Linked DNA regions of Mus musculus: all the other regions are linked to region 5. The links are chromatin contacts, called in public ChIA-PET, HiChIP or PLAC-seq and promoter capture Hi-C maps. All regions are on one chromosome and are shown on one strand. Each heading gives the region's core, a stretch centred on a gene start, on an enhancer-like site or on the middle of the called end of the contact. The rest is flanking DNA. Distances are from core to core; before and after follow the strand shown. Region 1 overlaps Gm17733 (predicted gene, 17733). Region 2 overlaps Vgll4 (vestigial like family member 4). Region 3 overlaps Syn2 (synapsin II). Region 4 holds the start of Vgll4 (vestigial like family member 4). Region 5 holds the start of Rpl32 (ribosomal protein L32). Region 6 overlaps Vgll4 (vestigial like family member 4). Region 7 has its middle 18 kb from the start of Gm38876.

Evidence for each region. Promoter capture Hi-C pulls out the DNA fragments that hold promoters and counts their contacts. ChIA-PET counts read pairs in DNA pulled down with a chosen protein or histone mark. HiChIP or PLAC-seq counts read pairs in DNA pulled down with a chosen protein or histone mark.
Region 1: a promoter capture Hi-C map of hippocampal neurons shows a contact between it and region 5, with 2.9 times the contacts expected there. The contact joins the enhancer-like site here to the promoter of Rpl32 in region 5. A contact is called at or near these places in 6 of 39 promoter capture datasets (the 3T3-L1 cell line, hippocampal neurons, liver and 1 more).
Region 2: a contact with region 5 is called in an RNA polymerase II ChIA-PET map of memory CD8 T cells, with 16 read pairs. The contact joins the enhancer-like site here to the promoter of Rpl32 in region 5. A contact is called at or near these places in 1 of 39 promoter capture datasets (second pharyngeal arch cranial neural crest), 3 of 115 datasets of contacts at active chromatin or transcription factors (memory CD8 T cells, pancreatic cancer cells and thymic regulatory T cells) and 1 of 9 other capture datasets (pancreatic islet).
Region 3: a contact with region 5 is called in a FOXA1 HiChIP or PLAC-seq map of pancreatic cancer cells. The contact joins the enhancer-like site here to the promoter of Rpl32 in region 5. A contact is called at or near these places in 7 of 39 promoter capture datasets (3T3-L1-derived adipocytes, the HPC-7 cell line, the SN4741 cell line and 4 more), 2 of 15 datasets of contacts at CTCF or cohesin (the NIH/3T3 cell line and embryonic stem cells), 5 of 484 Hi-C or Micro-C datasets (LSK cells, the N1E-115 cell line, bone marrow-derived macrophages and 2 more), 10 of 115 datasets of contacts at active chromatin or transcription factors (the NIH/3T3 cell line, astrocytes, bone marrow-derived macrophages and 7 more) and 1 of 9 other capture datasets (embryonic stem cells).
Region 4: a contact with region 5 is called in a promoter capture Hi-C map of pre-B cells, with 4 times the contacts expected there. The contact joins the promoter of Vgll4 here to the promoter of Rpl32 in region 5. A contact is called at or near these places in 7 of 39 promoter capture datasets (the 3T3-L1 cell line, 3T3-L1-derived adipocytes, the C10 cell line and 3 more), 1 of 484 Hi-C or Micro-C datasets (the N1E-115 cell line), 6 of 115 datasets of contacts at active chromatin or transcription factors (astrocytes, embryonic limb bud, extraembryonic endoderm stem cells and 3 more) and 1 of 9 other capture datasets (pancreatic islet).
Region 6: a contact with region 5 is called in a promoter capture Hi-C map of the 3T3-L1 cell line, with 2.7 times the contacts expected there. The contact joins the enhancer-like site here to the promoter of Rpl32 in region 5. A contact is called at or near these places in 9 of 39 promoter capture datasets (the 3T3-L1 cell line, the C10 cell line, embryonic stem cells and 5 more) and 3 of 115 datasets of contacts at active chromatin or transcription factors (the NIH/3T3 cell line, memory CD8 T cells and pancreatic cancer cells).
Region 7: a contact with region 5 is called in a promoter capture Hi-C map of the 3T3-L1 cell line, with 4 times the contacts expected there. The contact joins the enhancer-like site here to the promoter of Rpl32 in region 5. A contact is called at or near these places in 5 of 39 promoter capture datasets (the 3T3-L1 cell line, cranial neural crest, embryonic stem cells and 1 more) and 5 of 115 datasets of contacts at active chromatin or transcription factors (the NIH/3T3 cell line, embryonic stem cells, extraembryonic endoderm stem cells and 2 more).

What each region holds. Positions count from the first base shown.
Region 1 is chr6:115,125,275-115,128,700 of GRCm38.p6, forward strand. Gm17733 (predicted gene, 17733) reads right to left here. Exons shown (of 2, transcript NR_132436.1): 2 at 2,326-3,152. Among named protein-coding and RNA genes, the nearest start is that of Gm17733, 7.8 kb to the right of the region's middle. Within about 2 kb of position 1,372, at least 67 of the 459 cell types and tissues checked have an H3K27ac peak or open chromatin away from gene starts, as enhancers often do. A contact at or near this core is called in hippocampal neurons, where this site is marked.
Region 2 is chr6:114,903,791-114,906,854 of GRCm38.p6, forward strand. All of the region lies in intron 1 of Vgll4 (vestigial like family member 4), which reads right to left. Among named protein-coding and RNA genes, the nearest start is that of Vgll4, 16 kb to the right of the region's middle. Within about 2 kb of position 1,706, at least 26 of the 459 cell types and tissues checked have an H3K27ac peak or open chromatin away from gene starts, as enhancers often do. A contact at or near this core is called in memory CD8 T cells and thymic regulatory T cells, where this site is marked.
Region 3 is chr6:115,219,805-115,223,176 of GRCm38.p6, forward strand. All of the region lies in intron 1 of Syn2 (synapsin II), which reads left to right. Among named protein-coding and RNA genes, the nearest start is that of Timp4, 31 kb to the right of the region's middle. Within about 2 kb of position 1,782, at least 43 of the 459 cell types and tissues checked have an H3K27ac peak or open chromatin away from gene starts, as enhancers often do. A contact at or near this core is called in pancreatic cancer cells, where this site is marked.
Region 4 is chr6:114,920,440-114,923,766 of GRCm38.p6, forward strand. Vgll4 (vestigial like family member 4) reads right to left here and starts at 1,382. Exons shown (of 5, transcript NM_177683.3): 1 at 878-1,382. The coding sequence starts at 959.
Region 5 is chr6:115,807,170-115,810,250 of GRCm38.p6, forward strand. Rpl32 (ribosomal protein L32) reads right to left here and starts at 1,574. Exons shown (of 4, transcript NM_172086.2): 1 at 1,529-1,574; 2 at 633-733. The coding sequence starts at 728. Snora7a (small nucleolar RNA, H/ACA box 7A) reads right to left here and starts at 934; the gene lies at 806-934.
Region 6 is chr6:114,882,298-114,885,379 of GRCm38.p6, forward strand. The region is part of intron 2 of Vgll4 (vestigial like family member 4); the gene reads right to left. Among named protein-coding and RNA genes, the nearest start is that of Vgll4, 38 kb to the right of the region's middle. Within about 2 kb of position 1,279, at least 243 of the 459 cell types and tissues checked have an H3K27ac peak or open chromatin away from gene starts, as enhancers often do. A contact at or near this core is called in embryonic stem cells, hematopoietic stem and progenitor cells, liver and 1 more, where this site is marked.
Region 7 is chr6:114,961,892-114,965,241 of GRCm38.p6, forward strand. It overlaps a transcript of Vgll4 not described here. Among named protein-coding and RNA genes, the nearest start is that of Gm38876, 18 kb to the left of the region's middle. Within about 2 kb of position 1,945, at least 56 of the 459 cell types and tissues checked have an H3K27ac peak or open chromatin away from gene starts, as enhancers often do.

The DNA.
Region 1 (3,426 bases), core at 122-2,621, 680 kb before region 5:
CTTTCTTTGAGGACAGCCATGTAGGTACTCACATAATGTGCTGCCATGGATTGACACTGGAGGGAAATTTCTTTTCATTGTACAGATACACTGTTGTTTGTTTTTATTTTGCAACGTACTAGCAGATTACTTATATACTTATACTGCTCATTTGAAAAATGATGCCTACCTTAAAACTGTTCTTGCCTGGATTAAATGACTAGCAAACACATAGCACTGTCTGTCATCTTGCTTAGCACACAGATGGTGGTTAGTGAAGGTGGCATTAGCTTGACATGTGATATAACCAAACACAGGACCTTTTTCTTTTCCTTTTAGTTCAAACCCTTAGGTTGCCATCAGAGATGTTGTAACCATGTTTTCAAATGAAAATATCTACAGAATCTCAGGTTGCTCCAATCTCTCCTTCTTCTTCTTATTTTTTTTAAACTTAAAAGAAAATACTACATAGCTATTTGTCCATCAAGTGATGATCCAAGGCTTCAAAAATCGACTGTCTCAAAGTTAGAACATATGTGTCATTAAGTTACTTCCTTTAGAATAATTTCTAAGTTTTTTTGTTTTTGAGACAGGGTCTCATGTATTCTAGGCAGTCCTTGAACTCACTGTGTCATGAAAGATGACCTTGAACTTTTGACTCTCTGGCTTTATCTTCTGAGTCCTGGGGTTATAGACATTTGCTGCCTGGTTTATACAGCAGTGGGCATTTAACCCGTGGCTTTACACCCATGAGTCATGCACTCTGCTGTGTGTGCCACACCTCTAGACTTTCTTTAAAATAATTTCTATCATGAATATGTTCCTGCCATATGCCAGACTTGATATTGGATACTATTTATGTGAAATCTCGTTTAATTAAAAAAAAAGCTTTGCAAATATTAATTAACTCTATAGATAAAGAGTTTTAATAAAGAAGTGGTATTATACTACTTGCTAATAAGTGACTGAGGCAAGTGACAAACCCACATGGGTCTGACTCGGAAGCTCTAATTAGCACATAACTGGTATTAGCCAAGAAAGCTTAGGAAACCAAGGACCTTCTGTTTACTCTGTAAACCCAACAGCTCCTTTCCCTATCACCTGGAAGGTACCTCCTCCATTAAACCGGGAACTGTCTCAGCAGTAGAGGGAGGGGGTTGCTTTAGACACAGACCCTGTGAGGAAAGCTTAGTCTTGCTTCTGGTGTGGGGTGAATTCTAAGTAGAAGGGCTGCATGTTCACTCATCCTTGAAGTAGTGTGAAGATGCTGCTGGAAGCAACTGCTGATAAATCCTCTGAATTTCCCAGGCAGAGGAAACACACTCTGTGCTGCTCATGTGTGCATGACAGAGATGCTCCTCTATCACCATGGCAACAGCCAACACACCAGCATCTTGCAAGAGGCCAGAGCTGCTCTTTGGGGAGCTGTGGTCTTCCCTCAGTGAAAATAAGAATGGGGTATGCTAGAAGGAGGAGAAGGGGGAGGGAAAGGATAGGGGAGGGGGAGGGGAGGGAGAGGAAAGGGGAGGAGTGTTTCTTTAGTTAGATTTTTTTGCTTGAATCTAGCTGGTTTCATGGAAGGGGGGTTTTCATGGGGATTCTTGCTACATGAAACCTGATATGTCTGCAAGACTCTGGGTAATAAGAGGTGTCAGAGAAGCTTACAATAAGACTCCAGGAAGGCATGTTATTTCAGCTATGGTTTCCAATAAGCTCATTCATTTGCCAAGCTGCTGATGGATGGCACCTTTCTTAGGGGCCTGTCAGTATAGCCTAATGCAGAATCTCATGGGCTTTGCAGCCAGCCAGATCTGCTTCATTTTAGTTCTAAGAGCTAACATTAGCCGGTGTGACTTCTCTGATTCTCAACTGCTTTATCGGCAAAAAAGGAAAATCTAACATTTCCCTTGTGGCGGATGAAATGAGATAGGACATGGGCAATTTCTGGCATGAAGTCAGTATCTAATTATAGTTATCATTAGGTCCCAATAAACAGAGATTTGGCAGGGGGACCATCTCTGACTCCCTTAAAGTCAGAATGAACTTGGACCCAAACCCCTTGTTGCCTGTGCTTTTTCTCTTGCTCGCCAGAACCACCTGTTCAGTGTTTGCTCTCCAGGCCCCGCCCTTGCCTGTATTTCCTTGCACAGTCTGCTGACATCAGGTTTTGTTTGCCTGTGAGACTCCACCCAGAGAATCTTACTTACATCATCAGACCTTGGGGATCACCTGGCTCAGCTCCCTCACCCATATTTTCCACACTAGAAAATGGAAGAGGGAGGGAAGGAGGGAGGGATGGAGGGAGGTGGCCTTGTTCAAGGTCACCCAGAAGGTAGAAACCATCAGTCAAAGTGGTTGCTGCATTTATTTTAGCAGGTATGACTAAACCTGAGAGTCACCGAGAGGGACGACCTTACACCCCACACACCTGCCTGAGTTCTCTCTAGTGTTTAACGCTGAGATAATTATGTGTGGGAAGATTTTTTTTCCTCCTTTTTTTGGTAATTTACTTTTGCTGGCAAGCTCTGTGATCCACTAGAGTGAGAAATATCAATAGCTAACATTTGCACAGCGCTTTACAGCTTATAAAATGCACTCACTCAATCTCAGGCTTCTCAGTAGCCTTTCAAGGAAGTTATAACAATTGTCACATTCTTTCATGGCTGAGGAAACTGAGGCTGAAGGGGATCTGGGCAAAGAGATGAGCTAACATGATTTAGGACTTGACTTAGAGTTCTGTGCTTTCTAATTGTGGCACATTGGCCCAGCTTATGTATCCACCTTGACTGGATGCTGGGGTATAGCAGTCCTGACTATTCAGAAGTAGAAAAAAAAGAAGTGCTGGGACCCAGAGCAGCAATGGCAAGAAGGCCCACCTCAGTGGACACCATAGATTCTCAGGAGGTGCTCCAAACACCACACAACAGTGTGGAAAGAAACCACGCTATCTCTTCTGGTAGAGCTTTGCCATTTTCAACTGTCCTCTTTGGTCACGTCTTCCAGATAGATGCTATCTCTTCCTGTTTACATATGAACTGAGAGTCCTCAGCAGCCTGTGGAGGACTGTAAAGCCCATGATTTAGTGACAGAGCAGGTCAAGGGTGCACGACACCAGAATCCCAAACATTTCCATTTCTCTTTAGAGCAGATGAGTCTGAATGGGCTTCTTGGACCTGGGAAGTGAACAAGAGTTAAAAATGTGGTTCAAGCCAACTTCCATGTTTAGAAACCCAGCAACAACATTTTGCTCAGTAGCTAGTGTAACAGGTCTTCCTTTAAGCTAGGTTTCTATACTCCCCATCCATCTTTCCCTTTTTCTTTCATTAAACATGTAATAATAACAATAATTAATATATGGGAGAGAGAAGGTCAGGGGACAACATGGGGAGTTGGCTCTCTACTTCTACCTTCTTGCGGATTCTGGGAACCAAACTCAGGTAGTTAGGC
Region 2 (3,064 bases), core at 456-2,955, 900 kb before region 5:
AGACCCCATCCTCTGAGATACAGAAGCAACAGTGGGCTGCACCTGAGGACTCTTGTGTTCTCCCTTGTTTCCCACTGGAACTGTCATCTTAGAACAACCCACTATACTCACACTCGTGTATTTCAGCAGATAACCTCAGATAGCAAACACGGCAACCTTTCTGCTCTATGCAGATCCACTGGTATGGATCTTAACAGTGGCTGAATGCAGAGAGAGTGACCTTGCACATATCCAATCCCACTGGCTCCATACACCCCACATGGGTGCATTCTCTCACAAAAATGCCATAGCACTGTCAACATGTTGGGGTGGGGAGATGTCTGTGACTTCCAGTCAGTCAGTGTCTTGGAATCCACAGAAACAGGAGAGATGGGCACAGGGATAGAGGGAAGCTTTAACTGCAGAGATTAGCTTCGGTACACTCAGAGGGAAGCAGGGCATTCTTCCGGCTAACCTCCTAATGATGTTTAAGCATCCACAGAGCTGCTGCCACCCTCCTCAGAGTGAGTGCCCTGAAGATTCACCTCTGGAAGCTCCTCCTTCCATGACGTGATACTTACAGACTGTGGCTATGAAGTGAGTGATAAGACACAGCAAATGCTGTGATTCGGGTAAGTGCCTCAAAGGCCATGTGGTCAAGGCTGGATCCCCAGTCTGTGAGTGGGAGGAAGTTAGGTTGTTGGGCCTTGAAGGGGGTGTGGCTTCTTAGCCGCCATGTGCACCCAATACAACATGCTGCCTCACCACTGGCCCAGTGCAACAGGACCAAGTGACCAGGATTGAAACCCAAAGTAGACCTTTTCCTTAGTAAGCGTGTTCTCTCAGATGCTTTATCACGGCTGAGAAGCTAACACATCTAGACAGGTGCGTCTCTCTGGAATCCCAACATGCCAAGGGCTTTACCTTCTGACCCAAAATATTTTTCAAATCTATTGGGGACAGAAGCATCACTTGTGATAGCAATGTGTGACCACATGTGTTAGAAAATTCACCATGGTAGTGCATCTCACTTATATCTGGAGATCCACAACCTAGCTTCACGACAACTGAAACACAACTATAAAGTGTCTGGTGCTATTGTTCACGGCTTTGGGTTAGATGATGCCTGCTTCTGAGATTTTTAGAAATGTTTTATCTCCACCTTGAATTATACAAAACATCAGGGAACTAAAAGCGTCATCTAGACACCAATAACAAACCACACTGGTACTGCCCCTGGGACCATGACATTTTCCTATGTCAGCTGTTGTCACTGCTGCTGTAATGATAGCTGAACCCAGAACATGACTAATGCAGGGAAATTCTTCTCAACCCAAAGAAAGAAAGAAATCATACAAAAATAAATGAATCATATTACCCACCCACCCCCATGCCACCCCCACCACTACCACCAGTCAAAACAAAATGCCCACCTACATGGGTGGACACATATGCAACCCCTGGTCATATCCCTAAAGGTTCTGTTGTTCTCCTCCTGCTGTATTGTTACTTGTCTGTTGCTGTGATAAAGCCCCTTGACCAAGGCCATTTGCAGAAGAAACAGTTTATTTGGGCTAAGGTTCTAGAGGGTCCATCACAGCATGGAGGCAGGAAACAGAGAGACCACATCTGTAAACACAAATGCAAGCAGAACTCGGGGAGGAGAAAACAGCTAGTGGGGTGAAACTTTTCATCTTGAAGCCTGTGCCCAGAGAGTGACATATTTCCTCCTGCTAGGCTGTGCTACCTAAACCTCCCCAAAGAACACCACCCGCTGGGCACCAAGTGTTCAAGCCATCACAGAGATCTAGCACAGATGGGGTTTTCAGAGCCTTTAAAACACTAACAGGCATTTTAGGGTGCCATTTACTCCCTGTTCTCTAAGCATCACCGTGGGATCTCTTCCGCCAGGGCTTTCTGCATCCATCCAGCAGAAAGCCACTCACACAGATACATATGAGGGAATCATCAAGCCTGTGAAGAGAGGTGAGGAGCAGCAGCCAGTGCTCCGAGCAGCTGACTGTTTTACACAACATTTGGGTGAATGAGCCAAGCCAAACAAGATAAAGATAAGGCCAAAGACATCAGGGGTCCCAGGGTGACACCCCAGATACGTCTGCCCTGTAGCCAGAGGGAGCACTCTCTAACCTCACTCTCCTGCACACTTGCTTATGACCCGACTTGCACATAGCACTGCACATGTGCTCCTGGCAAAGAGAACACACAAACGTATAGATTCATATCAATGTGTCCTCCTCCTAGACCACCACCTTGCCCTCTCTGCCCAGTCTTTGCTCTCACTGACCTGCCTTCAAGAAACTTAGACTTTAAGATGCTGTGATGGAGAGAAAGAGGCTTTAGCTCTGAAAGTGGATCTAATCAAATGATGGTTGCCATTATGTAAACAGTCAACTTTACTGTGATTTGAATTCTCCTTCTTCCAAAGAAAATCATCACTAGCCACAAGCTATTTCAGACTCCACCTGTGCATCGGGCCTCAGACTAATCTAGAAAGAGAAAGCCATTCAGTTTTATAGGAACGCTTCTCCAAGGCTGCCCTGCTCCTGGAGGGCAGAGAGTGCCTCGTCAGAGGAGTGGGTCCAGTGTGTCACCATGAAGCTCAACAGCAGGTGGAACTGACTTTATGACATCCTGTGGCAAAGACGTGTCACACAGCTCTGGGGAACAAATACTGGATGAGACAGGCTTTCCCTACGCATCCCAGGCTGCCCTGGAAGTTCTCATCCTCCTGCTGCCTCAGCCTCAGATGACAGAGTAAGGAACCATACACAGCCTAAAAGACCCTTTATCTCTGACTGATACTCAACTAAGATAAATGTGTATAAACTGTAAAATAATCACTTAAAAACAGAAGGTACAGTCTAGAGATGCTAGGGCCAAGCGCTCATAATGAAAAGCGGGGTCATTTGACTTCCCCAAATGATGACCCTGAACAAAACCCCCAGGTGAGCTTTCTGGTAGTTATCGTGATTCACCAGAACTAAGCAGCTCCACTCAAACCTGGTTAAACCTCCAGGGCTAAACAGCTCCATCCACAACCCACCACCGAATGCCATGAAGTCAG
Region 3 (3,372 bases), core at 532-3,031, 590 kb before region 5:
GGCACAAAAATTCTATTGGACAAGATAAGCCAGACTTAGAAAAACAAATATTCTATGAGAGAGAGACCATTGAGAAAAGGAAGGGGGTCCAGTATGAGCTGAAAATGGAGACATGGGACAGTAATGGATGGGGGGGAGATATGATCAAAGTACATTATATACAAGCATGAAAATGCAATAGTGAACCCACCACTTTGTTCAGTTAATGTACACTAATGAAAACTTAAAGTTTGGGATGTTTTTCTTTTGTAAGCCACTGTGAGAAAAAAAAAAGAAAATTAACAGTTATAAAAGTTGCCTGTTAGTCAGAAAAGTATCAGATTGTACATAAAGGAGTTGGCTGTCTCTACTAGCATGCATAAGTAAGCTTTTTAAAGCGATGGGCTCTTTTAGAAGTCATGTTTACTTGGAAATGTGTGTTCAAATATTAATGGGCATTGTTATGATCAATTATTTAAAGTATCAAATAAATGGAAAACTAGCATAAATATCTTAGAAAGTGAATATCTTAGAAAATTACTAGTAAGTTCTGAGACTTTCTAGTGGATGCCCATTAAAAGTTCCATTTGTTGATATTATTGTTGAATTTGTTTGTTTATTTGAGACACAGTTTCACTACATAGACCAGGCTAACCTTGAACCAAAAGAGTTTGTTCAGAGATGGTGAATGCCACTAGGCCTGGCTAAAGGTTTGGTTTTTGTTTTTCTAAGTAATGCTGTGTGTTGGAAGCATTGTGAAGTAAGTGAGTTCAGGGGTAGTGCTCCTTCCTCATCAGTTCTTACATGAAAATCGAGTAAGATGGATAAAGTGCTTAACTCAGAAACCAATGCTAAATATGTAGTAAAACACTATCCATTATTGACTTTATTGTACTTAAGATACTCTAGTGCCTGTGCATGGGTAAGGATTCCACTGTGCTTCTGCTAACATCATTTCCTTTTTAGTCCTTATGTTACAACTAGGTGAGACCTTTCCTTATCTGATGCCTGGTGGACAGTTGAGCCTTTAATAGGTGCCCAATCTAGTAGATCTTCTTTGAAAGAGTAAATGAATGAGAATTATCATATTTAAAGAGTTTATAGAATATGTTTCACTATAACAGTACTAAACAATCCTCTTCAAATAAATATGTTCGAAGACTAAAAGGGGTACGTCTTCAGGATTGGGTTGGTTCTTAGAACTTCTCTTCAGGGCTTGTTGAGTGTGAGGATTGTTTCGGATCATTAGCAGTGGCTAGAAGTAAAGACACATTGACAAAGAAGAGAGCCAGACCAGGCCCCGGCATGAATTTCCCATTATACCAACATTCCCACAAGATTCCCATGGTGCGATCTTGTCCACTTTTCTCCTCTAAGCTTCAGTTTCTCCATCCGTGACGATGAGAAGAAGGCACCTAAATATGGTCTCTCTTTCCTGTTGCTATACTCAAGTGCATCTGGGACACCATGGCACATGTCTTCCAGGACAGTGCCAGGTCTCCTTCCAGCCTGCCAGCATCAGTTGTGAAGACTGCATCTCCCCCCGAAGTGATGCCAGCTGGAAAATTGTGGAATGGAATGTGCCACCTGCGCTGGGATTTGGAAATCCAAAGCATTATTGCTTTGAGATATGAAAATGTTTCTGCTGAGCTATGCGAGTGAGTGGGCTGACAGTGCCAGCCACCGCAGCTTACACTTGGCCTGAGAAAGGAGGCTCGAGCCTCCTCTGCTAATGAGAGTAGAGCATGGGGAGAGAGAGCACCCTGCGTCTTTGCATTTGCTCTGTGAATCATGGCCTGGTGATTCAGCAGCCTAAGAAGCAACACACCCATGAAGCGACAGAAAGCCAGCGTCACTGCGCTCTGCAATGCTAGGCCTTTCCCGGTCCTTGTTTCACAAGTGCTCCAGAAAGTAATCAGGATCTCTGTTCGACTTTAGTGTCCGGTTTTGGGGAGAATTACCTTCTCGCTGTAAAGAGGGGTGGGAAGGAACGTGGTCAGCCTCTGTTAGGTTTTTCCTAACAGGATAGGAATTTAACACAGGGCAAGATGAGCAACAACCTGCCTTGTTGATGCTGTGTTGTTGTTGTTGTTGCTGTAATATTGTTTTAGGGTCATGTCGTTCACACTGTCTTCAGATTTGTGATTTTCTGGCCTCTGCCTCCTGATGCTGGGATGACAGGTGTGTGCTATTAGACTAGGATCTATTGTTAGATCTTGAAGTAGTCAAACATTTCCTTTCTGTGAGCCTGCTATTAGAAGTTAAAAAGCCCCTAGGCAGAATCTTCTCTTAGAAAGCTGAGAGGAGATGGTGTTCTTGTTATAATGAGAATAAAATTACAAGCCTTTCATTAACTGCTATGTTAATTTATACCTGAAATAGAACATTAGGGGCTAGGGATGTACCTCATGGCAGAGTGCTAGCCCAGCACATACAAGGCCCTAAGTTTGTTCCAAAGAAGCAACAAGCCCTGTCCCCATGTTCCAAAAAACAAAGAAACAAACAAGCAAATAAAAACCAATTAAGTTAGAATTCAGCCCTGTCATATGTTAGAGTAAGTGTTCATTATAAATGTTTATTTTTTACACTTGTTTGAGCTGAGCATAAGATAAATACAGCAATTCCCATAACAGCAAAGTTCTTGCTATAATGTTCTTTACCTGTGTCTTTTTATCTCTGTCTCTCTGTCTCTGTCTCTCTCTCTGTCTCTGTCTGTCTGTCTGTCTCTCTCTCTCTCTCTCACACACACACACATACACACACACACACAGTGGGAAACAGAATTGGCTCACATACATATGGAGATTAAAAAGGTCTCAGATTTGCAGTTGGCAATCTGGAGACACTGGTGCGCCAGTAGAAGTTTCAGCCTGTGTTTAGAAGCAACTTGGTGACAGTCTAACAGACACACACACAGAGAGACACACATACACACACACAGAGAGGGAGAGAGAGAGAGTTAGAAGACAATATGCTTTACTTAGTCTACTGATTCAAATGCTAATCTGATCTAAAACCACTTTCACGTGTTAAGAAATACTGTTTAAACAAATAACCGGGCACCTAGTACCCTACTCAAGTTGACACATGAAATCATCTGTCATAGGCATGAGTCACATAAAGTAGAAAGGAGTGAGGGTGAGCTGTTGAACAATGGGACTTGTAAGCTCTTTGAGAAACACATATCCTTCTCAGGAGGCTCATGATACGGCGGGAAGGAGGAGAACGTAGCCTGTCTTTATACTTCATAGGTTCTTCTTTTTCACACCCTTTATCCCCAGCCCCCAGTTTCGCCACTATCACCAGATAGGAGAGAAAGAAGGATAGTGGGGGGAGAGATCCATAAATCTAGCTTCTTTCCTATTGTTTCTTCTTTGAGCATGACTACTAACA
Region 4 (3,327 bases), core at 132-2,631, 890 kb before region 5:
ACACCAGGAAAGACTCCCGGCAGCCCCAGGTCTCTCCCTGCCCGGCCAGTGCCACAACTCAGCCCCATTACCCTGGTCTCAAATCGCACGTAGGTAAGATTCCAAAAGATGGGATTGGGGTTTTCTCCAGAGAAGCTTAACTTACTACAGGGAGTGCCCAGGGGAAGGGGAGGTGATGGGCAAATCTAGGGGTGGGGGTATTTTCCACTTTCTTCAGCCTTCCGGCTGCTTATGGTGTAATTGCCAGGGACTGGGGTTGGAGGGAGCCTGTCTCACTGTCAGCTCTCTGCACAGGAAATGGGGCGGCAGACAAAGAGCCCGGCCTGGGCTCCCTGACACCAGGCCCTGCCAGTCCCACAAACCTCACAGGAAAAAAACCCCTTGATGCCTGAGACAATGGCTCAGGAAAACAACAACTTACTGTGGCTTTCTGCTGTTGTTCCTCTACCACATGAAATTCAGAGCAAGGGTCCACACCGAACACTGTACACGGTGATACGTTTAAAAATAAGTCCCAAGGCCCCTCCCCTCTACTCCAGCACCCACATGTTTAACTTCTCCTTACTTCTGTAAATTCCTACTTATGCATAAAATGCCAACAAAATCAAAAGAGAAAAATCACTTATAATGTAACGATCTTGTCAGACCTTGCTAGTACATCACAAGTAAACTTTTAACAGCGTGTCTCCTCCAGCCCTCCCCGGCTGCCACCCTCCTGCCGGGCAAAAGCGAACTGTCCTGAAATGGTACACAACTCTCTTTCCACTCGCTCCACCATCACAAGAAAGACAAGAAAATGTTCATAAGCCAGTCAAAGCCCCCCTCCAAAGGAGGAGTGGCCATCACAAAAGCAAAGAGTACATTCTAGAACATCTACCTTCATAGCACAGAACGCCGATATTGTTGTTCATCTTGTCCAAGTATTGGTAGTTCAACAGGTCCATCTTCATAAACAGCATTTATCTGTCCGGCTAGCAAAGAAAAACAGTTCTTTGCTTTCACCCCCAAAGAGAAAGTTTCAAAATTCAGTCTTAGCTGAGTAGCTCCAGGCTCTCCTAAAACTTCAGGAAGACAGAGGCCCAGCCTCAGGAGATCAAAACAAAGTATGTAAAAGGTTTTTAAAAATCATACACACACACACACACACACAAAAATCAGACTCAAACAAAACCCGTCAAGGGCTTGTGGAAGGTGTCTGATTGTGTCTTCTATTCGGCTTTAAAAAATCATTTCAGAAGACTTCTCGAGCCCGTCTTGGGGGTTTAAAAAGAAAGCAGTAAAAAAGAAAAACACAAAGCACATTTCTCAGGACAAAGGCACTCTCCCTCACAGCCCGCTGCAAGCTGACTGCACTGACATGCGGGCTATGCTTGGTATGACTCGTATGTAAACCAGCTTCCTCTGCTTTTGGGAGGGGGTAGAGGGCTGCTGTGAGCATGCTCACTGGAGCCTCGGCTCAGGCTCCAGGCGCTGCAGAATTAGCAGGAAGCAGAAAGAGGCGGGGGCAGTGAGGCACAGGGGGTGAGGAGAGCCTTTCCTCCCCGGAGCCAGAGGCCGGCAGAGGCAGAGGCCGAGGAAGTAAACCCCAGCAAGTTTGTGGGTGTTTTGTTTGTGGGGGAGGCTAAGCACAAAGTTTAAAAAAGAAAATCTGCTGTGGAAGCAAAGTACAGGGAATTTAACTTTCCGTGACTTCGTTGCAAGGGCTGGGAATCCAGGGCTTCCACAGGGGTGTGCTCTGTTTGGTACAAGGTTTCTTTGTTTCTTTGTAAGATGGGTTTATTAAGTCCAGGGACACAGCGAGTGTTTACATTTTCTTTTTTTTTTTTTTTTTTTTTTTTTTTTAAAGATTTTATTTATTTATTTATTATATGTAAGTACATTGTAGCTGTCTTCAGGTCTCATTATGGGTGGTTGTGAGCCACCATGTGGTTGCTGGGATTTGAACTCAGGACCTCTGGAAGAACAATCAGTGCTCTTAACCGCTGAGCCATCTCTCCAGCCCGAGTGTTTACATTTTCAAAGTCAATGTTACATGTAACTTCCTTCCTAAACTCTGTAGCTGTACAGATGGACAGGACACCAGAGGCAAATCCGTCCTCAGAAGAGTAAACAGATCTGGGGACAAGTGAGTGGCCTACAGGTCTCTCTCTCCCTCTCTCCCTCCCTCTCTCTCTCTCTCTCTCTCTCTCTCTCTCTCTCTCTCTCTCTGTGTCTGTCTGTCTCTCTCTCTCGCTCTCTCTCTGTCTCTCTGTCTCTCTGTCTCTGTCTCTCTCTCTCTCTCTCTCTCTCTCTCACACACACACACACACACAAACACACACACACACACACACAAACGGGGGAGTGGGGAGCTGGCTGGAGAGGTGGTTCCGAGCACTGGCCACTTTTGCAGAACACTTGAGTTCAGTACCCAGCACTCATAAGCACCTGTAACTCTATTTCCATGGAACCTGACTCCCTCTTCTGGCCTCCATGGGTACCGCATGCAATGACACACAGACATTGGAAAAAAAAAATGTACAAAAAAAAAAAAATACTTTTTAAAAATCTGTTTTCCAAACTCATCTGGGAGGTTGTGACCAATCATGGAAACTTTAAAAATGTTCCAAGTTCAAATCCAGAGCAGTGCTGAGCTTCATCAGCATCATGGAAGAAAGGAAAAGACCTGCTCTAAGTGACTCTGCTGCAGCCTGGCAGAGTGGCACCAGCCTGTAATTCTAGCAGTCGGAATCCGAGGGAGAGGAACTGCCACAAGTTCCAAGACCTCTCTGGGCTACTGTCAGCTCTGTCACACCTTCCCAAGACTTCATTACAGTCACTTATTTTAAGATTGAAGCAATCCCCTACAGATGGAGGGGTACACACAAAACGCTTAGCAACTTCTCCTCCATGACTCAACATCAAATATGATGGTTTGTAGGCAAGGGGACACCAAGCTCAATCCCAGGGACCTATGTGGTAAACGGAAAGAACAAACTCCCCCCAAAGTCAGACGCAGACATGCTCAGCTTCCGTGTCCCCCCCCCCCCCAAAGATGGGGTCTCACTTTAAAGCCCTGGCTGTCCTGGAACTCACTATGTAGATGTGACTGACCTCAGACTCACAGAGATCCGCCTGCCTCTGCCCATCCAGTGCAGGGATTAAAGCTGTGTGCCACCATGCCTGCTCAGACACGCTCAGCTTTAAATGGCTGGCTGTTTTCATATTTCTCCACAATGCTCATCAACCCACGAGGGGTGTTTTCCTGATGCAATGAAGGTGAAGGAGGAAGCTCTCCACTTTAAAGTGAAAAGGCAAGATAATAATCCCTGGGAAGATATATGTCCT
Region 5 (3,081 bases), core at 324-2,823:
GAAGACACACAGGCAAGTTAGTCTCTGTGCAAACTGGCAGCTCTTGTATGTGTGTGCAGGAAGGGGACAGAATTCAAGGGGGTCATGTCATAAAACACACACCAAAGGCCGAGGTGTAGCTCAGTTAGCAGTGTCTGCCTGGCATGCACAGGGCCCTGGGCTCCATCCCTAGCACTTGCACTGGAATTTCAACATCATCTTCCATTGCAATTAAGTAGGGAGGAGGGATCAGTTAACTGCTGAACTGCTGGGTGTGCATGCCCATCCAGCCAACAGGTGATCTGCAGGCCCAGAGAGAGGTCTTAGCAGTTGAGAGCACTGGCTGCTCTTCCAGAGGTTCAATTCCATGCATGCATGTGCCTGGTGTGCAGACAAAACCCCAAAGATCTTTAAAATACAGGGTCAGGGTGCAGAGATGACTTAAAAGTGCCTGCTGTCAGACAAACTAAATCTGACCTGGACCCACAAGACAGGAAGGAGAGAATCAACTCCTTAAAGTGATTCTCCCTGCCCTTCAAACGCATAAATATAAAACAAAGTGTCATCTTTAAAATGAACTTTTTAAAATGCAGAGACAAGCGATAACGAGAAATGTGTGCTCAGGTCTTAACCCCCACCCCAGAACCACATACCTTAATTTTCACATATCGGTCTGACTGGTGCCTGATGAACTTCTTGGTCCTCTTTTTGACGATCTTGGGCTTCACCAGAGGCCGGAGGGCAGCCATGATGCCTTTTGACAAAAGTCAGACCCAAGTTAGTAAAGAAACTGGGAGGTGGGGCTGCGTCTCAGGCCTTCAGTGAGTAATGTTGCAGAGTGTCTTCCAATCACCAGCTACCGAGCAAACTGGGAATGGAATGGGTACCTCTGCTAGGCTTGCTCTCCCTCTTGCTTCCGAAGCTGGAAGAATACTAGCTACTCTCCAGACGCGATCCCAAGAGGTCAGTGGTTCATCTCACCCACTCCGAACCTCAAAGAACCGCAACCGATCTTACAGAACCCCAGCCAGGTCTCTCTGGTGGCGAAGGAGCGGCAAATCCCGCTCCACTAAGCTTCGTTATGTTTGAAGTGTTGCGCCCTTAAATACGCAAAGCCACCATGCACTCCTAACACGCCACCAGTCCGTCTGTCCCTCCCGGTCGTCTCAGAGCACCAACCAAAGGGTGCCTTCTCTGCTCCCCGCGCAGACAACCTGCTCCGCCGGGCTTGCGCTTCAGAAAGCATTTCTGCTCACTGGCGAGCGGCGGCAGCTCCCTGACTTAAGATTTCGGATTCGCCGCAGAAAAAGGCTGCTAACAAGCTAAGCAGAAAGCGGCGGGTGCCGTCCGAAACTCTCGGGCCGCATGGCAGCAAGCCCGCCCTGGCCGATGCCGGCCCCCGGGCAGACTCCGGAGCAGCGCCAGTGGCCAGGCCCGCGCGCGCTCGCCACTACCACGCTGGTGCGGAGGCCGCCGCCGAGGCCTCCCCACCCGGAGACGGGGTCCCGTCGAAGCCGCGGGCGGCGGATGGCCGCCGATACAGACTCACCGTAAAACAGATGGCAGCCACCTCGTAGGCAGCGCCGAGGAAGAAGGAAGAGGCGGCGGCGGCGCGCAAGGTATGATGGGACGGAGTCTTAGGTCCTGGCAGAGAAAAGGGAAGCACTTCCGGCTCTGGGTCCTCTAAAGAAAACTAAGATGTGCCTGAGAAATGATACTGAAAAAAACCCTAGTGGACTAGTGTTCTGTAGTAGACATTAACATCTTAGAGTGAACTAAAATTTATTTTTCTCTTGGGACTACTTAAGAAATTTGGGTTTTTTGTTTTTTTTTGAGCTAAGACCTGCTAGGTGGGCATTTATTTCCGCCCTAAGTGGAAGCCCAATAGCTTTTTAAATTGTTGGTTCCCGAGGGTGCCTCCTTGAGGCTGGGAGGTAGCAAAACAGAGACTCTTCGAAGATCCTTAGGCGGTTGGTTGAGCAAATGTCCTAAAACTTCCTAATATACAGATGTGCAAACCCCTGCTTATGAAGTGCTACTGAGCCTCCTCGCGACTTCTGTATGTTTAAATCTTCTCTACTTATGGTATGTACCTAATGTATTAATAAGTGATGGGTTAGCCGGGCGGTGGTGGCTCATGCCTTTAATCCCCGCACTTGGGAGGCAGAGGCAGGCGGGTTTCTGAGTTCGAGGCCAGCCTGAGCTACAGAGAGGGTTCCAGGACAGCCAGAGCTACACAGAGAAACCCTGTTTCGGAAAAAAAAAAGTGATAGGTTGATAATATTGCTAAGAAAATAGTCTATTGGCTGGGTGTGGTGGTGCACATTTTTTAATAACAGCACTTGGGAAGCAGAGGTAGGTCGAGTTTAGTCTATTTTGCTTATCTTTTGTTTTACAGATCATTGTGAAAACTCTATAATCTTAGGAGGAAATAAAACCAAACCTGAGCTGGGGAGGTGGCTTGGTGGAGCACTGTTGCTCTTTCAGAGGACTGGCATTTAGTTCCCAGGAACCAAGCGTTGCTTCACAACCTTGTTAACACCAGCCCTAGGGGATCAGATGCCCTTTTCTGTAGGCGCTACATGCATGTGGTACATACTCATACATGCAGGCAAAACACTCAATCACATAGAATAAATCTCATTTTTTAAAGATTTATGTATATGAGCACACTGTAGCTGTCTTCAGACACACCAGAAGAGGGCATCAGATCCCATTACAGATGGTTGTGAGTCACCATGTGGTTAGGAATTGAACCCAGGACCTCTGGAAGAGCAATCAGTGTTCTTAACTGCTGAGCCATCTCTCCAGGCCCCACCCCAGTCCCACCCTTTGTTTTGTTTTGTTTTGTTTTAAGACAGGGTTTCTCTGTGTAAGCCTGACTGTGGTCGAATTCACTCTGTAGACCAGGCTGGCTGGAGATCTTCCTGTCTCTGCCTCCCAAGTGCTGAGATGTAAGGTGTCACCACTGCCCAGCAGACTAAATTAAAAAATTTTCAAACTTTGTACAAACTCAGACAGAAGAGATGCCACTGGTGATCTTGACAGTGGCTCCAGGAGGTGGGGACAAATGCTGAATTGGGTATGCTGCCCCAACCCTTG
Region 6 (3,082 bases), core at 29-2,528, 930 kb before region 5:
CTGTGACCATCCATGAGCTCCCACCCTCCCTTCCTTTGCTGGAGACCACTGCTATGTAGCCCAGCCTGGCCATGGACTCTCCAATCCCCTGTTTCAGCATCCCACGTGCTGGGTCATAGGGTATGTACCACTGGGCCTGGCATCCTCGGGCCATCTCTTAGGACTCCTCAAGGGAGGCAACAAGAAGCCAATCAGCAGGAACAGCAGAGGCCGGGCTTCTCTGCCAGCCAGGGAGCTGAGGCTCCAGAATTCAGACCCTCCTGTGGGCAGGCTTGTCTCTGTCACCAGACCCCAGGACAGCTTTAAGCTCTTTGAGTATGCTCGGGAGATATTATAAAAATAAAAAGTGTTTCGACCGAACAACACAGCAAAGCAAGAGACAAGTGCCGTGCTGGTCAAGTGTAAACACCAGAGCTGCTCCTGCCTCCTCCTGCAGTGAGGCCCAGCGAGTAGGGAGTAGGAGATCTCGGAGGAGGGGAGGCGCCATCAACCCACACCCTGGCCAACCCCTCAGCAGTGTCTCTATCTTTCCTCTTTCCTCAGTTGGATCTTTCAGAGACCTAAGAGAACAGCACTTTATTTCAGGACAGGCTGGCTTTGTGTTCCAGCAAGAAGAGTTCTATGAACTAGGCAATGCCCAGATTAACCATCTGTAGTCCAAACAGCTGCACTCTCTGTCCCCAGCTGAACGCCTTGGGGCCTGGGCAGGGGACCTTCTAATTTTGAATAAATATCTTTGATGTAACGCATCAGTCACTCCTGCTTTGCTGATTTCGGTGTGACCCTTTAGAACACGACCCTGCACACACTCTCGCTCCTGGTAAGCCTCCCTTCCCCAAAGTTCTGACCCACTTCTGTAACCCCCAGGACCGATTACAGCCACAAAGCTGGCGAGTCCCCACACAGCCAGGATTGCACTTGGTTGACAGTGCTTTTGTTCTGTCCCCTGGCTCCTGACACCCTTGGCATTTCTTCATTTCATGTGTTATTCGTTATTCAGCCAGAAAAATGCCAGGAGCAAGATGGTGGCCTGCCTGAGCAGCTCTCTGCAGAGACTCTTAAGGCAGAGGCGAGGCCGGCCAGGAAAAGGCTGACGTCAGCTCTCTGAGAGCAGCTCCCTGCAAGGATAAGGCGGCCTTTGTTTTCAGCTCAACTGTGAAAATGAGAAAATGCCTCCAGCCTCACAAACAAGAAACCCACACAGCCCAGGTCAGGCCTGTGACCTTTACTTAAAGGTACCACACTTCATTAGCAGAGGCTGTCGACAGAACCCAGGAGGTGTGGCCACAACCACCCAGGCCACTGCTAAAAATCAGCTGTCTGTCCAGCACAGCGCAGGCTAGTTCCCCAGCTCTTACTAAAGTGTGAAAGGCACAGTTAACCGCAGGCAAGCCAGCTCCGAGCTCACACTGCTCTGTCAAGAAGCTTTTCTTTACAGACATAGGCTCTCTTCTAATTTCTGCTGGCAAGTCAATCACGTGTAAGCCAGAAAGAAGGAAAGAAGATCCCAGCTTAGCAGTAGCTTGATTTTTGAGTTTCTGCTCAGGGGAACTAAGATCTTGGCTGTAAAACAGTTCCTTAAACACCAGAATACCTCCAGGGATACTGGGATGACTGGTGAGCTCCGGGTTCAGGGAGAGACTCTGCCTCAAAAAAAAAAAAAAAAAAAAAAAAGTGTGTGTGTGTGTGTGTGTGTGTGTGTGCGCTGGTTTTATGTCAACTTGACACACCCTAGAGCCATCTGAGAAGAGGGAACCCTAATTAATTAAGAAAATGCCTCCAGATCACACTCTACACAAGCCTGTAGGACATGTTCTTCATTAGTGACTGATATGGGAGGGGCCAGCCATTGTGGGTGGGGCCATCATGAGCAGCTGTAACCCCCACCCCAAAGTACCAGCAATTACATTTTGATTGTCCTGAAACGTCAATCTGTCCAAAAGGTACAACAATAAAGTCTCGTGACAGAGCTAAGACTCAGGCATGTGCCATAGCTGCCACTGTGAGGCAGCTGCTGGGGGTGGAAGGTGGGAAAGCCTGCCGTGGCTATCACCAGCCAGAGGTGGACCCTCATAGAGTTACAGAGGTCCCATGCTGCTCCAGAGGTGGACCCTCACAGGGTTACAGAGGTCCCATGCTGCTCCAGAGGTGGACCCTCACAGGGTTACAGAGGTCCCATGCTACTCCAGAGGTGGACCCTCACAGGGTTACAGAGGTCCCACGCTGCTCCAGAGGTGGACCCTCACAGGGTTACAGAGGTCCCATGCTGCTGTCTTAAAAGGGGGAGAGCAGGAACATGGATGTCCCAGAACAAGAGGACACAAGGTCATGCCCATGATTCGGCACACGGCTGGTACCCAGCGCACTCAATGGCTGCTGTCACAGAGAAGCCCTCTCTAGCAGCGGCCTCACGCTAAGTGACAGGATGTCCACAACCTCTGCAGAACACCTCAGCCGACAAGCTGCCCTGGGAAGGCTCCCTGACTTCCAATCTCAGTTGAGCAAAGTTAAGGAAGCAACATGTGCCCAACTGCTCAATCTCCGCTCAGCTCGGTCTTAATGTTGGTCACACACAACGGGACCAAAGGGACTCAGGAAAACAAGAAGCAGGGTCGCCTCAGGGAACAAGTCAGGGTACACAGTGAGCCTATGTGGGACAGTCAGAACCATGGCTCTGCGAAGCAGAGGGTGCCACGGCTCCCCTGCCCCATTAAGCAAACCCACAGAGAAGCACGAACACCATTCTTGCCAGTGATCTGCTTCTCCCTTAGACGCGGGGTCCTTCAAACGCTTTCTCCAACCTTCTCTCACACCAACGGTCCCAGCTTGGGGTTCACACGTTCTCCACTCACCCCATGGAGAGAAGAGTAAACACCCAGTGGATCCCAAGGGAAGCAGAGAGAAAAAGAGACAAAAGACCCTCAGACTACAAAGTGTGCGAGCTCTGGTCACAAGAACACACCAGGACAGCAGCTCACAGGGGTGACAAGGGGCTCAACGAGGCGTTGGCCTCAGCAGGAGCCCCTGGGCTTTGCCTGCTCAGAGGCTAGAGTGGATATTTCACACACATCCCAGTGGTCAA
Region 7 (3,350 bases), core at 695-3,194, 840 kb before region 5:
TTTTCTATCCAATAGCAGCAGATTTAGACAGCACAGAAACCAAAAGGTGAATTCCCTCTCTGGGAGTGGCTTATACTCACGGTAGCTAATGAGGAAGATGAGATGAAGAGACGGCCAAACTGTCACCAAATTCTAGAGACCACAGACAACTGCGGCTCCCACAGTCCTCGAAACACACACTCTCCCTGTTCACAGCCATTCTCAGACCACCCCTCTCTATTCTTCTTGCTAAAAATATATGTCCTATTTGTGTCCCTTTTTCCTGTCTTCTCGTGATTTAACCTTTGTTAAATCAACACAGCCTAGTATCAGTAAACCAGTTTAATCACAGAAAGGCCAGTATGTGCTAGGCTTTGCTGCAGATATCTAAAGCCAATGGGATGGCCAGCCCCTCACCTTCTCTCCAGGCCCCCTGTCCCTGTGGTGGTTTGAACAAGAAATGTGCATACACAGCCCATGGACACTTGCTTCCTGACTGTAGCACTGGTCAGGGGAGATTCTGGAAGCCTCGGGAGGTCAAGCTTTGCCAGATCACTGAGAGGTGGGCTCCTAGGATCTGTGGCCTTCCCTTACTGTGTCCTCCCTGCTTCCTGTTTGTGGATAAAAACAAGATCATCGCCGGGCAGTGGTGGCACACGCCTTTAATCCCAGCACTTGGGAGGCAGAGGCAGGCAGATTTCTGAGCTTGAGGCCAGCCTGGTCTACAAAGTGAGTTCCAGAACAGCCAGGGCTACACAGAGAAACCCTGTCTCGAAAAACAAAACAAACAAACAAAAAAACAAACACACAAAAACAACAAAAAAAGATCACATGATCATCTGGCTTCCTGTTCCCCTATGTCTTCCTTGCAACAAGGTCTCTAGCCCTCTGAACCTGTAAGCCAAAATAAAGTTTTTCTTCCTCAAGTTGCTTCTAGCCATGATATGCTATCACAGCAACAGGAAAGTAAGACAGTCCCTTAAAAGCAATGATGCCCGGGCATGGTGGGACTCGCCTTTAATTTCAGACTTCAGGACACCAAAATGACTTCCCCTCTGTAACTTGGTACCCACAAGCCATTCTCTCCCATCCACCCCTTCCTCTTTTTACTATGTTTTGTTTTGTTTAAGATATGTGTGTGTTGTGTGTGGTGACCATTCAATACACACATATCAATACACAAGTCAGCACCAGGTGTCTTCTGCAATCACTCTCTACCCTACCTGTCGAAACCGGGTTTACCACTAGCCTGGACCTTGCTGATTTGGCTAAACTTGGCTAGCCAGATATCTTCCTGTCTCCATCTCCACAGTGGAATTACAGCCTATTAAAAATCACTCTTTCTGCAGGAGTGCCACTAAGGAACATCTACAGGGGAGCCTTTGACACCCCAGCTTTCCATCCCTGGGCATGTCCAAGCATGGCAACTGACCCACATAGCTATCCTTGGAAGCATCCGGGATGGCAGGGAATTGGTCAGCTTTGACTTAGACCTATCTCCTTATGTCTATACATCATCATGTCTGAAAATCCATCAGGGCAGATGCCTGGAATACAGGAATTATCCCCACATGGCCTATGAATTTAAAATATACACGCATATTTAAAGTCCTCATGAGGGTTCTCCCAGGTACTTATTAACCTCCATAATGAGCTGCACAGCACGAGCCAGTACTGTTGGCAATGGGCCCCATGGTCCTATAATGTGGTCCAGCTGCTCCAGGTATGTCCCCTTTCCTGCAAGAGCTCGAGGCCCCTCCCATGACACCTCTGCAGGAGATGAGTATCCTCTAGGTTGCTTCACCCTCCTACCCTTCTAGTTGGGTTCGTTGGGCTTCAGGGAGGAGTAGCAAGACGCTGCATCAATTCATCTCTACCCATAGTTGTCTCTGCCTCCCTCTGCCTAGCACAGAAGACCTCAGTGCACTTGGGCTGAACAAAGGGGCACTGTTCTGGGCCAGAATCCTAAAGGAATGTCCTGCTTAAGTACGTAGTGTTTCCTCATGCTACAGTGGCCCAAGGCTCCACTCTGCAGCATTCCTCAGCCCCACAGAAAGGGAGGGGATGCGACTTGTGTCTCATCTTCTCACTGATCTCAGATTGTAGACAGTGCTACCATGCAATGTCTAACCACCTCAGTCACTGCAATGCCATTAGCACGGAAAAAAAACAAAAAACAAAAAACAAAACCCTGCTTTTTCAAAGTGCTGAGCATAGAATCCAGGGCCTTAAGTACACTAGGAAACCGTTCCACCCTGAGCTACCGGCTCAGCCCTGACTACACAGCTCATTCTCAGCCTCCACAGTACAAATGCATAGCATAGACTGTGAGCCACCTGAACCATCGTGGCCATAGTGCAAAGCCAAACTCTCAGTACACTCCATGACCCTTGTGCAGTGCTACCTGCTGCCAACATACATTCTTTCTGCTGCCTGGAGTTCATTCATCTCCCTCAGGGAACCCAAGGAGAGTACACCATGTGACAGGCACACACTGACATACTGTGTCTAAAAGCTGAAGACTTCGTGAGCAGACTCCCAATTCTTGGCATTTTTCAACACTGTCGTCAGCCTACATGAAAGTGAACTGTATGACTCACAATCACCTGTAACTCCAGCTCCAGGGTATCCCACACCCTCTTCTGGCCTCAATTCTCAGCCTGTCAAAACCTAGATAAGTCTTCTAACTCAGGATCTACAACAGCATTAGGCCATACTGGCCACTGCTACTAGTAACTGTAGTTAGCTCTCTTAACCTACTACAATGAAGTTCTGTGAAGCCACCGTGAACTGGGGCTGGAGAGCAGAGTGGGCAGTTAACTCCATACTCTTAGAGGACCTGGCTTCAGTTCACAGCACCCACATGGCAGCTCACATGATCTATACGTCTAGTTCTGTGGGCTTTAGCACCCTTTTCTAGCCTCAATGGACTCTGCACACATGTGGGACACACACAGACAAGCACACATTTGCACATAAATAAAAACAAATAAAAAAATTTCAAACTCCATAAATATTCAATGGGGTTCCTTTCAGCCTCTAGACACATTTTGCCAACTGACTAATAGGCAGCCTTGTTTCAAAGTGTAGTTCTGCTTAAACACATCTTACTGGACATCTGCAGGCTCATTAACATGGAATTCACAGCTTTCAGCTCTACCACACATCCCAGAACCTCATCTTTCTCACAAGACACATTTTCCACACGGGAGGGACACCAGTCCCCCCTAGCTGAAGGACCTGATGCACGCTCACCATCACGCTCAGAGGCTGTTTGAAACAAGTTACCAGAAAAAGGAGGAAAGTGAAGAAATCATGGTACTCATACTAGCCCCTCCCCCAACACAGGCCAGAACGTGGCATGCTTACCC